Regions from separate parts of the Xenopus laevis genome. Here region 2 is linked to region 1. Evidence: chromatin contacts called from public Hi-C data. All regions are on one chromosome and are shown on one strand. Each heading gives the region's core, a stretch centred on a gene start, on an enhancer-like site or on the middle of the called end of the contact. The rest is flanking DNA. Distances are from core to core; before and after follow the strand shown.

Evidence for each region. Hi-C and Micro-C count contacts between places; a contact is called where the count stands out from the background.
Region 2: a contact with region 1 is called in a Hi-C map of the XTC cell line, with 9 times the contacts expected there. The contact joins the promoter of spry1.S here to the enhancer-like site in region 1. A contact is called at or near these places in 2 of 4 Hi-C or Micro-C datasets (the XL177 cell line and the XTC cell line).

What each region holds. Positions count from the first base shown.
Region 1 is chr1S:54,158,026-54,160,725 of Xenopus_laevis_v10.1, forward strand. No RefSeq gene overlaps it. Among protein-coding and RNA genes, the nearest start is that of LOC121398335, 77 kb to the right of the region's middle. Within about 2 kb of position 1,261, at least 1 of the 7 cell types and tissues checked has an H3K27ac peak or open chromatin away from gene starts, as enhancers often do.
Region 2 is chr1S:54,361,098-54,363,797 of Xenopus_laevis_v10.1, forward strand. spry1.S (sprouty RTK signaling antagonist 1 S homeolog) reads right to left here and starts at 1,416. Exons shown (of 1, transcript NM_001159681.1): 1 at 334-1,416. The coding sequence starts at 1,360. The coding sequence ends at 401.

The DNA.
Region 1 (2,700 bases), core at 11-2,510:
AATAACCCCCACGTCTTGGAAGGTAACAGGTTTTCTGACGGTGTCTTCTCACAATTGGAACTCCAATATTCTAGTGTAGAATACACTGTATTCCTTTTTTTTCATGAGAAGGGGTTTGACAAAAATAAACTAGCCAGGTTTTATTAAAAAAAAAACCAGAGCACATACAGATATTTTTGATTAATGTGCCTCCCTGCATTCTCTCTGTTTCTCAGATGACCCCTTTACTTACATGGTTGCTGAACAACACATCTCTTCCACCATCCACTTCAGCTGCTGATGTTGGGCTTTGGTGGGAGCCAGTCCTGATAGGCTGAGGCATTGTTTCAGTTCTCAGCCTACTCACTAATCTGCTCCCCTAAGTCTAAGTGATAGATTCAAGTAGCTGGTGCAGGAACTCTGATGCTCAATATCCCAAGTCAATATGTGGGCAGGTGGGCACAGACAAAATGACCATCCCTTGGGTACTCCAGTTTCCTTCCACACCCCTAAACTAATGAAACATGTTAATTAATAAAACTGGCTATACTGTGTGTGTGCCATATGGACCTTAGACTGCAAGCTCCACTGGGATAGAATGATGTATAATCTCTGTAATGTACTGTTGTTGCAATATAAATGCATAATAATACTCTTTATAAACAACATAAGTGAAAAATTGTGCTAAAAGGAAGCCTGGACTTAGGGGGAGATTTATCAAGGGTTGAATTTCGAAGTAATGGGAGTTTTCTTGAACTCCCATAACTTCGAAATTCAAATGAAAAAAGTCCAACAGAAATTTATTAAAAAAATCAAAGTTTTTTTTCCGGTTGAATAGGCTGTATTCGATTGTTCGAATTAAGATCGTATTCGATTGAATTAGATTCAAAGTATTTTTGAAAAAAAGAGTTTGATTTTTCAAAATCCACCAGTTAACTTCAAATAGGATCTAGGAGGTTCAACCTTAGGCTAAAACAGCAATTTTAGATGGCAAATGGTGGAAGTCGAATTTTTAAAGAGACAGTACATGATAAATTTTGATATAGTATACTATAGTTCAAAATTCAAATTTTTTTACTTCGAATTTTCAATTCAACCCTTGATAAATCTGCCCCTTAATGTCTGGTCTATAGCATATGTAAAGCAAAGGGCTGCAGTGCACTGAAGCTTCTAATAACAAGAACACTGGGTGCATTTATGTTATGTACCAAAATATAGGCACAACCGTAATACTCAGTACACTGTAAATAAAACACCTGATGCTAACTCTCAAAGAAATAGTCTTTTTTTTAAAAAACACTTTTCTATTGAAGAGCATACATATTTAAAGGGATCCTGTCATCAGAAAACATGTTTTTTTCAAAACGCATCAGTTAATAGTGCTACTCCAGCAGACTTCTGCACTGAAATCCATTTCTCAAAAGAGCAAACAGTTTTTTTTATATTGAATTTTGAAATCTTACATGGGGCTAGACATTTTGTCGATTTTCCAACTGCCCCATGTCATGTGACTTGTGCCTGCACTTTAGGAGAGAAATGCTTTCTGGCAGGCTGCTGTTTTTCCTTCTCAATGTAACTGAATGTGTCTCAGTGGGACATGGGTTTTTACTATTGAGTGTTGTTCTTAGATCTACCAGGCAGCTGTTATCTTGTGTTAGGGAGCTGCTATCTGGTTACCTTCCCATTGTTCTTTTGTTTGGCTGCTGGGGGGTAAAGGGAGGGAGGTGATAGCACTCCCAACTTGCAGTACAGCAGTAAAGAGTGATTGAAGTTTATCAGAGCACAAGTCACGTGACTTGGGGCAGCTGGGAAATTGACAATATGTCTAGCCCATGTCAGATTTCAAAATTGAATATAAACAAATCTGTTTGTTCTTTTAAGAAATGGATTTCAGTGCAGCATTCTGCTGGAGAAGCACTATAAACTGATTCATTTTGAAAAATTTTTTTTCCCATGACAGTATCCCAGCTTTTGCAGTGGCAACTTTATCGGTCTCCATACAACAGAAGGCCAGGTACAGCTTCCTGTTCAGCTGAGCTAGATTCAATGATAAGACTACAAAGGAAATTAGCTTTCCAATACACACTTTTCTAAGGAACAGATAATACAAGTGCATTTGTGCATGTTACAATACACTCTTTTATGCTGAACAGTGTGTGGTTTCGCTGTAGTTTCTATTGACTATTCATGAAAAAAAAGGACAAAGTATGTGCTATTATTTATCTATGCATTATATTTAATTACTAGAAAAGGAAACAGTTGTTCGGAAGATTATAGCCTTGATCACTTCCTCCCTCCATTTCCAGACAAAGCATGGCTCGCTTGGCTAGTGCGTATCCATTTCTGTTCCAGAAAAGAACTATAACAGTGACATAATAAGTAACCAATTGATTTTCTGAGACATCTCTTGCAGCCTATCTGTACACTTGGTAAATCATTGACAGAACTGTTATGTGGGCAGTCATTGGACCTAATGTAGCCTGAATGTCAGCTTGTTAACTCCAGTCTGTTGATCTTTCCACTGAACAAAAATGAAAAAAAAAAAAAATCGTTAAGTTCTGCTGTAGAACTAATTTCTATTTAATCGTTTCAGACCTTTGAAATTACAGTCATTTAGATATTAGGAAAAAAAATATGTGACTGCGAAGTAAAATAATAAAACCTACATTTGAGATAAACATTAAATTTTTTGAAGAATTGTGATTAAAAAGGCCTACATGT
Region 2 (2,700 bases), core at 166-2,665, 200 kb after region 1:
AGACTTCTCCTGCTGTGAATAAAAAAGAAACTGAAGAAAAAAAAAAAAATTAAAATTCCCCCACCCCAAGTCACAAAACTAAAAAAAAGATAGGTTTTGTTGAAAATCCGATTTACCATTAACAGTATTAATAAATGAAGCAACAAAGAACCAAATTTGAGAAAAGAGAATAAAAGGGCACCTATTAAACCCCCCTTTTCCTCACCACAAGACTTGTGTTAATGCCTGTGCATGAAAGTATCGGTTACAGTAACATGTATTACTGTGTGATAAAAGCAGAGGTCAATATTAGAACGTTATAAAGGAGAAAAGGAAGTCACGCACACAAACACACACACACACAATCACTCACACACTTTTCCACAATGTGGAAGGAGAAGCTACACGTTCTCCGCTAAAGTCAGGAGGGCTTGCCCTGGCCCCGGGGAACGTCGTCCAGTTTGCAATATACTGTATTTGAGTTCTTGCATCGGCAGCCTGGGCGATTAACTCTGTCGTAACATTCTCGGCACAGTTTTAGACATCCCTTGGCAGGAGGGTAACAGAGCAAGCAGGGTAAGAAGATGGACATTACTCCCATGCAAAGGTACCTTGACCAGCAGTGTGATTGGGTACAAGAGCAAGGATTATCCGCATAAGAGTCACCCTCATCGTCATTGGAACAGTGGTAGAAAGCTGCTTTGACCAGACACATGCAAGTGCTGTATTCCACCATGCTCTCCGCAGAGCACAGACATTGCCTGTTACAAGCCAGGCACGAGGGCAGGGTCCTTGGAGCAGTGCAGTCTCCACATTTACACTTCCCACACTGTTCACAGATAAACCGGTGTTGCGAATAATCCATTTTTATTGAGCTCTTTAGGTCCTCCACAGGCAAAGCACTGGCCTTGGGTTGCATTCGGACTATCCTTTCAGTCCTGTGACCAGAGGCTGATCTGGGTGGTGGGCATTGCCCCAGGAGTTCTTGCTCAGAAGAAGCACTATTTGTACTAGCAGAACTGGCTGCACTACCAGTGCTAGTAGACCTGCTGAGCCCAGGGGCCCTTCCATTGGGTAGATGTCCTGTGTGAGCCCAGTGAGTGGGCCTGTGCTCATTGTTGTTATTCACATTAATTGGTATGATTTCATGAGTCCGTTCTTGCTTAATGTGCCTCGGTACAGTTTTTGGTCCAGTCTTTTTTACCATGGATGGGCCTTCCGTGTACTCATTCCTGCTCCGGAGAGCTTTGATCTGATCCAAGGACAAGATAGCCGTCGGCTGAACCTCCCGTTCATAATCGAACCGTTGCCGGCTGTCTAAAGATGGCTGCTGTATCACGACTAATGAACCACCAATGCCATGTTGACTTTGTAGCTCCATCTGTAGTGATCTTGATTTCTGGCATTCAACGTGAACTTGGCATGCATCTGAAAACCTGCCAATCGAATCACAACAAAAAGATAAATATTTGTGAACAGCATTCTGGGGGATAACATAAAGGTACAAATACAAATACAGTAGAACCCCCATTTTACGTTTTTCAGGGGATCAGAAAAAATGGTGTAAAATCAAGAACAATGTAAAAGCAGGGAAATGTATTATGCATAATATATCGGTGGAACCACAAAACAACAACAATGTAAAATTAGGGAAAACTTGAAATCAGGTGATGTAAAATTGAGGTTCTACTGTAATCTCAAGAAATATCAGATGACAGCATGGCGAATTACTGCACCCCTACCCCCCATATTTAATGTACCCCTGACTACAATTAGATAATGTCAAACTCTGGCCGCGTATGAAAGTCATTGTGTGTGACGGGACCCATGTCTGTTGTGCACGATGCAACTGGTTCAGGAAAAACACAAAGCCTCCAGATACTGTAACATTACAGTCACGGCACAGAGCTCTTCTTGTTTTGCTACTGTACTTGCTAACAAAGCCACATATAATGATTTATTGGTAATGGGAATTTATGGGGGGAGGGTAGATATAGATCTCCAACAGAGGAGCATTTTACTCAAGTAACAACTTTATAAGAAAGTCACCAATCACTGGAAGGGCTGAAGTATATCGCCTGGAAATTCAGTGTTTGATTGCAAAGGTCGGGAAGGTATTCTTGTTTAAAGCAAATGTAACTGTTTTAGTTGTGCCATAGAGATAAAATAATGTGGCAGACTCCTGTCATTTAATCTTCCCCTCAGCAGCAGCTCTCAGCAAGCAAAACAAAGGGAGAAAAGAGATAAATAAGAGACAAAAGGGGAAGTTAAAGTCTGTAGCTCTAACCTCCTACTTATCTGTTCCAGTGATTCCCTAAGCACCAGTATTGCAGTGCAGGCACAGAGTCGGATCTTTAGGTTGAATGTACATTCCCAAGGCCAGAGGACAGGCAGATGCAGAGAATTGGGGTGATGGCAGCTGCACCCAAACTACAGATGCTGGCCCTGTGCACAGTAACTGCCACACTAACAACAAATCCCACAGTTTAGGGGTGTCACACCTCCAGGTGCACAATGTACACAAGCCATTGAAGAAAAGGAAAATCGCACGAACTGCTGCGCTGAAAATAACCAATATGCGCCAGATGGATGGAGAGCCCTGCTCCAAGATAAACATGCGGAATGGGCAAAGCTACGTAGAGGCTGGGGGAGAAGGAGATACAGATCGGGGCGGTCTACACAGACAATCCGAATGATCAGCAAAGGAAGGAAAAAGTTATG